Regions from separate parts of the Hordeum vulgare genome. Here all the other regions are linked to region 1. Evidence: chromatin contacts called from public Hi-C data. All regions are on one chromosome and are shown on one strand. Each heading gives the region's core, a stretch centred on a gene start, on an enhancer-like site or on the middle of the called end of the contact. The rest is flanking DNA. Distances are from core to core; before and after follow the strand shown.

Region 1 (3,415 bases), core at 631-3,130:
ATTACACAATACAGTGAAGGCTCGGGTCCACATGTGAGCACGTGATTGGGGCATCCTACCAAGAATCAAGTAAATATAAAGACCACGTACGTTGTCAACCACCTTTTAGCTAGTCTAAAATGTTTCATTTTGTTCCAGTCATACAGTGGCCACAAGCGATCCAAAAGTGCTGGCGTAGGCTCTGTTTGGAACCACCCAGATTATATAATCTGGTTTTTATAATCTATTGTATTTACAAACAGGACAGTTTATATTGTAGATTTTATAAACTAGATGAGCATATTATTATAATCTCATAATCTGCTCTACCCAGCTAAAATGAGATTATGGATTACAAATGAGGTCTTACCCTCGTAAACTTCAAGAGAATTACGCAGTGCCACCGCCACTTTCCTATTTTTCCTTGTGAACAGAGGGCAAACATGTCATTGTACAATTTAAAAGCTGGTTTATAGTTTATATAATCTGGCCTCCAAACATGCTCATCTGGATTATTTTTATAAACCAGATTATATAATCTATGTTCATAATCCAGATTATCATAATCTATTATGGTTCCAAACAGGGCCTAAGAAGTGTAACCAGCAAGCCACTTGGCCACCCTTTCGGACATACTTTACGGGGAAAGTCATCGCAGCTCAGCACCAGATCGGATCCACGTCAATTCGGGAAGAAAGGCAAAGGAAAAATAATGCCGGAATGGCTCGGATTTGGTATTGGGATTTGGGAGATGCTGCTAGTGGTATAGTGGGCAGCCTTCCTTACGCCATGGAGCACCTTGAGGGACCATGTGAGCCCTCGCTAGGATATTCGTTTAAAACGTAGTCGAGATAAGATAATCTCCGCAAGTACACCTAACAACCACTATCAATAGCTAGATCGTCATGTCATGCTCATGCTGTTACTTAAGGGTAATCAGGTAGCCTAGATGCGCACACACACAAAAAAAACTTTTTACATTGACCAAGCCAAGATTGAATTTTACATTGGGGAGCTTGAGAAAACTTTGTGGGACTAAACAAGAGAGCAAAGATTGCCTTCGGAGATGAATTAAAATAAGATTAACGTATCAGATATCGACCAGGCAGAAACTCTGTCCAGAGGAAAACAATAAATGAAAAGACCGCCTCACTCCATGGTCAATGATGTGGTGTAATATAATCTTCCGCAAAAAAAAAAATGATGTGGTGTAATAAGTTTGACAGATGACAATGGAAATTCAGAAAGCACAGGCAAACACTACAGTGCAGCAACAATGGCGTGCAAGGCATTTACGAGGAGAATAAACGATCGTGTTCTTTGAGTGTGAGCCCAAATCAAAACCTGTTAAGCTCTACGGGGTCGGTCAGCCACCAATCGATTCTAAGGCCCTTTGGAGCTTCATGCGATGATCATGTACCCGAGTTCATACAATCTCTAATTCAGCCCTCAGTAATACTAATGCCCCTCAAAACCCTCTGTTGTAGTCTGTACTGACAGACGTCCTGGATGTGCAACAGCGGAGTGTGAATAATACGCGCGGATAGTCACAAAGTTGCACGGCGCTCACCTGTGGCCGTGAGAAGGAGGACGAAGACGAGGAGGAGGAAGCGAGGCGGCGACCCTGTTCTCGACGGCTCCGCCACGGCCATGGCCGGATTACCGGACGAGCGTGGACGCTGCCTAGTTTCAAGCTCCAATTCTGGCCAGGCACCGGGCCCGGGGGAATGCTTGACCTTGGGACGCTCGCTCGCTCGCTCGCGTGTGTTGTGTGGACGGAGTGTGCCTGCCGCTGGCTGCCCTGCGTTTTTTTGGGCTTGGGGTGGTGTTTGAGGATATTTATCAAGGGGCGGGCACGGTGACGAGCGACGACAGTTACAGCCGTTTGCTAGGCCGCGTCGCGTGTGCTTGCCTGGGGTTTTGTAGTATGCAGGAAGGCGCGAGGAGGGAGGCAGAGCCCGGCGGGAAGGGCTTGAAACGGAAACGAGTGCGCGCGTGGGTCGGCCGGTCCATGTGCATGTGCGCCGTCGACGCGTGTCGACCTGCAGCTGCAGGCATCTCCGCCGCGCCGACCATTCCATGTTCGGGACGGGATCCGACGCGTGCGCCCTCAGGTTAGTTGAGTTGGTACCCGCATTCCTCCCCCGTCATTCCGTGCCTCTCCGGCTGGTGAGATGGGAGCTTCCTCGGACGAAAATAGAAGACGCCCGCGGCACGAACCACGCTGCAGGTTGAAGGCCACACACAAAGGAGTACATGCATGCATTTTGTACTGGACGCCCGAGGATGGACGGTTTCTCCCAAACGGGAAGCAAGGCTGGTTGGTTTAGTCGACGGAGGTTGGACCACGGGAATGCGTCGGTGCGCGGTGATGGGGGCGGTGGCCGTCGACGCGATCCGGCTGGGTGCGCGCGACACCGCTGCGCGTGACGCCGCTCCGACTCGGCGGCACGTGGACCGGGCCCGCCCGCCCGCCGTGTGCCTCGCCGCATTCCGGTCACGGGCCACCTGCGACATTGCCACACACAGTCGTAGCGATTCCTTCAGCAGAACCTCCAATCTTGTTTCCGTTAACACGACGGCCCACAGGCGCCGCGCGAGGCTGTGCAATTCGGCGCATTAGCTCAGACCCACGACCCAGGATCCTATGATTCCTTCGGGACAACAATAATTCGATACGCTAACATGCATGGCATGCGAGCAAGAGCAACATCGTGATCGGCGATTCCTTTTTCCTTCCATTTGCCGCCTTTGTTTCGGCATCTTTACGCTACAAATCGTCCTTGAGCCAGTTCACTTCGTCGTCTTTTGTTTCCTCAACTTTTGTCTGCGCTGCCGCTCCCCCATGACCCTGGGACAGCCAGACACCCAGTCGCTTGCTCGGCCACAGTGCCGCTGCCGCACCTAACGCCGATGGGATATCCAGTACGGGTACGCGCGAATCAGTTCTGGACACGCCGACCCTAACGCACCACCTCTTTTCCTCGCACCAATTTGCGAAAGGTCTTTTGAATTTTTATACACCAGACCAACCAACATATACCGGCAAAGATCGCATCAAATTCGGAGTTTGGAAAAAGCGCAAAACCCCATCTCTTGGGCATCTCCTCGCGCTGTCGAGATCCATATGTCTTCCTGAGTTGCAAAAAAGAGATCCATGTCTTGGTGGCGGTGGTGCTATGTTACGTATGTATACTTACTTTACCCCCGAGTCAAGCGACACCCCTTTGTGCACCAAAGCATCGAGATAATGGGATGTTGCTGCCGCGGTAACAAAAAGAATGCAATGCGCGCGGCACAACGCTCTGGGGGATATTCATCCGTTTTTGTTCATGGACGGGGCGAGAGCGGCGGCGAACCTGAAACCGATTGACGCGCCACGGCAACACCCACGGCCGTCGACGTCGAGATGGGCTCGACAGATTCCGAGACATGC
Region 2 (3,176 bases), core at 400-2,899, 140 kb before region 1:
GTTGTTGCGCCTGTAGCCTTCCTCCAGGGGCGCGATCAGGGCGGCGGCCTGCTCCATCGTCATCTCCCTCACCTGCAGCACAGCAGGTTTCCCTCGGGTTCAGACATGCAATGAAAGTCAGAGCACTCGCTGCGATTCAGCACAGCAGTAACTTTTGTGGAGGCGAGAGACAGACGTACCCTGCCGAGGATGTTCCAGATGATGTTCTCGGTGCACGGCGGCGTGGTCAGCGACCCGACGTACCGGTAGTACATGTTGGCGTAACTCCGCAGCGGCCACAGGCTTACGACTCCGGCGGGGATGGGAGCACCTTTCTCGGCCCTGCAGGCCTCCACATAGAGCTCCGATAGCTTATCCTGCAGCTGCCATCCATCAACAGACCAAATGGTCAGTCAAATACAAATGGCATTAATTGTTTCACTTGTCATGAGGATCAAAACTCACCTGCATAAGAAAAGGGTCTTGCCTGCCGAGCCGGTACAGGATCGACACAACGGATATGTTGCCGTCCTCACTGAAGTGAACCATGTGCTGCTCCACCGCAAACCTCTCGCCGTTGATGGTGTGCTCCGAAGGAGAGTGCCAGTGGATGTTGTCCAGCTTGTACTTGACACCGTCGATCTGCACCGTCCCGGCAGCATCCTCGCATCGGAGCTGCATCGATCGATCACACAGGACAACAACACAGTGGAACCAATGAGATACTAAATCTGAATATGTACACTACATACGCAGTAAGAGGAATGCAGAAGGGGGGTAAGCAGCGTCTGGTTCATAGCAGAATTACCGCGATGTTGAAGATGTTGTCTACGAGGGTAGCATTCGCAGCGGTGTAGTCCCTGTGAAGAGGCCCCAACATGGGGTTGTAAGCTACCTCCCTGGTCTTGATATCAACCGGAGACTGGTACGTCCCCATGGCGCAGCGCGTGAAGTTGGGGTCCAATCCCCCCCAGTGCCCGGGGCCAAGAGAACCGCTGTACCCAAACTTCGCACCATCTGCGACGCATCAAGGATGGATGGGCATATCATACATCAAAAACACAGTAAAATCGGAACTGCAAAGGTGCTAGAAAGAAGAATTAACGTACTGCCGTCACATGCAAGGGTGGTGAGAAAGCAAGCGCACAGCAGCAGCAGCAGCAGAGCAATGGCCGATGCATCTCCGCCGCGAGCGTCCATCTTCTCCTGCAACGGGTGGGTTTGAAGTTAGGTCGCAGGTAGAATGCGCAAATAAATAGGGGGCGGATGTATAGACAGATGGGGCTTAATTGTGGCACCGTGATGGCCATTGGCCGGCCCGAGCTCCTCCTACCTCTGCTTTGCCTAGTGCGATGCTCTGGTCCTGGGAACAGTGGACGTGCCCAATCTACTGGAGATGCAAGGTCCTGCAAAAAGACAGACGGAAGGTGAGGCGATTCCCGGCTATACCCATCACAAGATCATGCGTAAAAAAGGAGGGTAATCATGCGGACAGAGAGATCGAGATGAGGTCGTAGGGCGGGATGCCGATAGCCACACACAGTCACCTCAGAAGAACACAAAGCCTTTCCAAAAGGCGAGTCGTCGACCTCTCTCGGTGCCGGAATCTTTCTTCCCAGACGAGACCCGAGCAAGAACGCGCGCTGCCGGTGAAGGTGCTACTCGCTGGCTAGCTCGACTCTCCTTGGTCTTTTCGCACAGGGCCGTCTATATATACACAAGGCAGGTCAGGTCAGGTCGCCACGACGCCACTTGACGATGTGATGTGGCCCATCACTTCTGCAACCGCTCTTTGTATTTCGTTTGTTTTCTCCTTTTTGCCGCGAAATGGTTCGTGTGGGAAAATCGCATGCAGAGAGTTACGGTGGCGTGGGGGGTGGTGGTGGATAGTGCTCCCCGCGGTAATGGTGGCACGTACGTACATGCGCATGCATGCAGTCATGCACGAGTCGTGCTTCAGAGATTGTTGGGCCACGTCCTCCACGCCCTTAAGGCTCGGCCATGATTCTCACTACGTCCTCCACGTTGTGTATACACCGGAGGACATCTGTTTTTCCCGCGCTCTTTGAACGGTGACCATCTCTCTCTCTCTTTTTTTTTTCTTTTTTTTGCGGGAAGAACGGTGACCACCTCGTGAGAACAATGTACGCGGGACAGACAAAGCCGGGTGCGCAAGGCACCAGGGCCGTTTATTCTGAATTGTCGCACTGTGTCGCGGGCCCGGTCATTTTTCCCTGGATTTGTCACACATGCATATGTACGTGTAGAAATGTGATGCACGTGCCTTCCTCCGGGTCGTCAATGTCTATTCTCTAACATATAACCATCCCTAAAGAAAATGTCTATATACCTCCAGACTCAATAGATCAGCGGATATACGAGATACTCCATATAGCCGTATAGGGCTGAACCCAAAGCTTGTAGCTCGCGAGCTTAATGAGAGCTCGACAATTCGGATCGTTAAGTTCGAAGCTTGGTTCATCCTTATCAGATCTGTCATCATCTTTTAAATGATGTTTGCCATCACTTCATTTATTGTTCTTGTTTCTATACTGAAAAACTTCAACAAGCTTGAGAGGGCTTTTCTTTGGTCAGGTTCTAACAAGACTACCAGAGCCAAGTGCAAGGTAAACTGGGATCTTTTGTGCCGCCCCAAGGATTATGGCGACCTTGGTGTCCTTAACACTGACAAGTTTGCACGTGCTCTCCGTCTTCGTTGGCCCTGGTATGAGTGGAAGGAACCACACAAACTGTGTATCGGTCTCGGTAACCCGTGTACCGAGGAGGACCTCGATTTCTTCTATGCCTCGACGACAATCTCGCTGGGAAATGGTGCCAAAACATCTTTCTGGGATTCCCCTTGGCTCCAGGGGAGGAAACACAAGGACATCGCCCCTCTAATCTTCGAGGCCTCCAAGAGAAATAACTGGAAGGTCCGTGAGGCTTTTGCTGTAAATGTCTGGATCCTCAAGATTGGCAACGACCTTACCGTCATAGCTGCACACATTTGTCAATTCTTCACCCTCTAGTTGCTTATGAGCGAGATCACTCTGGACGACCATAGAGAAGACGACATTGTGTGGAAGCACGCTAACGACAGGGTTTACTCTGCAAGCTCGGCCTATCGGGCCCAAGTCCTTGATCTGAATTTGTCTCCCATGAACACCATGGTCTGGAAGGCTTGGGGCACCACCTAA
Region 3 (3,215 bases), core at 258-2,757, 180 kb before region 1:
CAAGCAAATCAACCCAGTGTCACAATCCAATCCAATCCACAGCTGCCGCCTCATCACGAGCAAATGGGGCACCGGACGAGGCCGTTCTCGTTGCACTCGCCGCACTGGACCGTCTCCTTCGGCTCGCCGTCGACGCGCACCTTGCGGCTGCCGTTGCAGTCCCTGCACATGACGAACCTGACGCCGGCGCAGCCCGCGCACCAGACTCGCGCCCGCGGCAGCCCCTGGAGCAGGGCCTTGAGCTTGCCCTCCTCCTCCATCCTCGTCACCTCGGCGGCGCCGCCGACGTGCTTGCCCCGGACGAACACCGCGGGCACGCGCAGCTCCCGCCCGCCCAGCAGCAGCCGCAGCTCCTCCCGGTAGCCCGAGTCCATGGACACGTCCCGCTCGATGACCTTCACGTCGTGGGCCTCGATCGCGGCGCGCACCGCGTTGCACTCCTCGAACGTCCTGCGGATGCCGCGGAGGGTGGTGGTGTAGAGCACGACCGCGTCCGCGCCGCCGGGCGGGCACTTGCCCTCCGCCACGATCGCCGGAATCACCTTCGGCTGCTTGGGCTTCTCGGACCCAATCACCCGCTTGATGTGCGCGCCTTCCTCCGACAGCTCCCGCTCGATGGACGCGAGGAGCTCCGGGTCGAACAGCGGGCTCAGGCTCCGGCGCGACGACGACATGCCGCCGGTCTCGGCCCCGGTGGGCTTTCGGGCGACCCGGGCGCTTCCCGGGGAGAATCTCTTGGACGCCCTGGACAGCTTGGAGTTATCGATGGAGTTGTACGGGCGGAGGATTCTGTCCTCGTCGGCGACGTCGCTGGGCTTGCTGTTGCCGGAGCAACGCTGCAGCGGGCTGTTCTCCTTCCCCGGCGTGTTCCTCCGCTTCGCCGAAGACCTCTTCGGCGACGACAGAGCCATGGCGAGGACCCTGGCCGGAGACCAGCGGCCGGGCTTGGCCGGCTTCTTGGCAGGCGAATCGGCGTCCTCCAGCCCGGCCATGATCTCCCACGCGTTGATCACCTCCATGCCGGACTCCGGCTTGAGCGCCGGAGCCGGCTTCTTGGCGCCTGGGACGACGAGGGGCGGCGGTCGCTTGGCGGGCGCGCGCTTCCACTCCCGGCTTATCGGCTTCTCCTGCTCCTGCGGCAACGGCAGCTCCTTGGCCCCAGCTGCGGCGCCGTGCTTGATCTGCAGGTCGAGGACGCCGTAGGTGGTGGAGGTGAGGGAGACGACGTGGTCCACGCGGCCTCGCACGGTGGCGCGCTCGGCGCCGTTGCGGCCTCCTGGCCCGGGCGGGAGGAGCTTCGACGAGATGCACCCCATTGGCGCGGCGGCGACGGCGACGGCGACGGCGACGGAGAAGCACTCCTCGCTCTTCTTTCTAACGGCGTTCCTTCTTTGGCTTTGTTGACCAGTGGGCGAGAGAGAGAGAGAGGATCGTGGAGTCTTTGTGGTGTTTGAAGGGTGTAGTGGCGCAACGGTCGTGAAGTGTGTGTGTGTGTGTGTGCAGTTGCTGCAGATTTAGTTTTTCTTTTTACTACTTTCCTCGTGCGGTGCGGTGCGGTGCGGTGCTCTCGTTCCAACGGTCGAATCGGGGAAGGGGGAGACGGTTGGTGCCCGCGCCAGGAAGAGAAGGGAAGAGGAGGGTCCGCAAACCGAAAAAAAGTGGCGCGGCCCGTGTCAGCATGTATCTATCCGTTGAGTCGCGCACTCTCCTTCTTGGGCTGGTCTCTCCTGCCTCATCACTGGGTTGGTTTCCCATTTCATTTCATCTCGTGTGGGAGCCCATAAAGTCTGAGAGTTTTCAGTTGTATTTTTCAGTTTTTCTTCTTTTCAAAAAGCGCATTTATTTCATCGTTTCAGTCACGTTCGTCTTTTGACCATTCGTAGTACCTTTTTCTTCCGGGTGTGATAACTTTCTTTTACAACTATAGTGTCATACACTAGCTATATTGTTTTTCGTCCACTAGTGAATGAGTGGTGAGATTGCCCCCTTAAAAAAGAGTGAACTGAAACCGGAAATGCATTTCGGCTTTCGGGAGCATATGCTGGAGTGAACTGAAACTACCTACAAAAGTCAAACACCGATTTCTCACAATTGTACATGGAAGGCGTAGCTAGCTGGAGTACAGTACAAAAGAAAGAGACGACATACGCATTGCACGAGAGAAGATTAAAGGCTGGTTTTGTTAGCACGGGCGCAAGCACGCAAGTACTAGTACTACCGTACAGGACTGCTGCTGGTTGCTGCCTCGGCGACGGTGAACGTACAGCTGTTCCCGTGCCTACCAAAGCACGCAAGACTGTGTACAAGTGAAGATGTGTACACAACTGTTCCCGTGCTTCTCGTTCCTGAAGCACGCAAGAGATTCAAACCAAGCACCGGCCATCTCCATCCGGCCACCGCCGCGAAGCAATTTGCTTCACGTCTCCAAGACCCAGAACCGGCCGCGGGGGCGACAGGACTGGAGCGGCCACCGCCGGCGACTCCGACACCGCGGCCTTCGGTTCACCTTCCGGACGATTGTCCGAGCCAGAGCCGCATAACAAGCCACGAAGCGCGGAGGTGACGCTCGCCCAGCACCCGCTCCGCTCCTCGACCCGCTCCTCCTCCCCGCGCGGCGCAGGCGCAGGTGCAGGGGCCGCCGCGCGGATCTCGGACCGCACGGCCCCAAAGCACGACACCTTCGGGGACGCAGGCTCCGTGCCCACGGCCTCGCTCGCGAAGACCCTGGCCCCTGCGAAGCGGCGGCCGACAACGGGGGAGCGCCGATGCTGGACGACCATCTTCCCGGCAGGCAGAACGCCGACGACGATTGCCTCCAGCCTCCTCGGCGCCCTCGACCCGCCCTTGTTGCGCGTAGCCTCTTCCGCAGCGGTCTTGGGGTTGGAGCTGCCCTTGGTCGACCCGTCCCGCTCCAGCGCCGCGCCGGTTAGGCCGGACCAGGCCCAGATAGTCCGGCGCGACACCTCGTGGGCGTTGGCGACGTCGACGTCGAAGGCGATGGTCTCGCAGGCGACCTTCGACCCGCCGCCAACGCAGAAGAGGGACTCCAGATCGAGCTGTGGCATCCTTGCCTCTTGTTGCCTGCTGCCAGCCAACAGCTGTGACTTGTGAATGATTGGTATCTATCAGATGTCTATGACTGTGAACTGGGAGTCGGAGGTTTGGTTGGTATAAAAGGGAGGCACCGAACCTGTGGAGGTTTCGAGATGTAGCAT

Evidence for each region. A called contact is a pair of places that touch in the nucleus more often than the background predicts.
Region 2: a Hi-C map of seedling shows a contact between it and region 1, with 4 times the contacts expected there. The contact joins the promoter of LOC123430256 here to the promoter of LOC123426660 in region 1. A contact is called at or near these places in 2 of 6 Hi-C or Micro-C datasets (leaf and seedling).
Region 3: a Hi-C map of leaf shows a contact between it and region 1, with 3 times the contacts expected there. The contact joins the promoter of LOC123426661 here to the promoter of LOC123426660 in region 1. A contact is called at or near these places in 2 of 6 Hi-C or Micro-C datasets (leaf and seedling) and 1 of 1 datasets of contacts at active chromatin or transcription factors (embryo).

What each region holds. Positions count from the first base shown.
Region 1 is chr2H:462,114,723-462,118,137 of MorexV3_pseudomolecules_assembly, reverse strand. LOC123426660 (glucan endo-1,3-beta-glucosidase 14-like) reads right to left here and starts at 1,880. Exons shown (of 4, transcript XM_045110526.1): 1 at 1,550-1,880. The coding sequence starts at 1,631.
Region 2 is chr2H:462,256,512-462,259,687 of MorexV3_pseudomolecules_assembly, reverse strand. LOC123430256 (alpha carbonic anhydrase 1, chloroplastic-like) reads right to left here and starts at 1,649. Exons shown (of 7, transcript XM_045114132.1): 1 at 1,527-1,649; 2 at 1,313-1,385; 3 at 1,089-1,185; 4 at 788-996; 5 at 445-654; 6 at 180-362; 7 at 1-72. The coding sequence starts at 1,179.
Region 3 is chr2H:462,296,373-462,299,587 of MorexV3_pseudomolecules_assembly, reverse strand. It overlaps LOC123426661, which reads right to left and starts at 1,507. Exons shown (of 1, transcript XM_045110529.1): 1 at 1-1,507. The coding sequence starts at 1,316. The coding sequence ends at 54. LOC123426662 reads right to left here. Exons shown (of 2, transcript XM_045110530.1): 1 at 3,191-3,215; 2 at 1,999-3,081. The coding sequence starts at 3,065. The coding sequence ends at 2,364.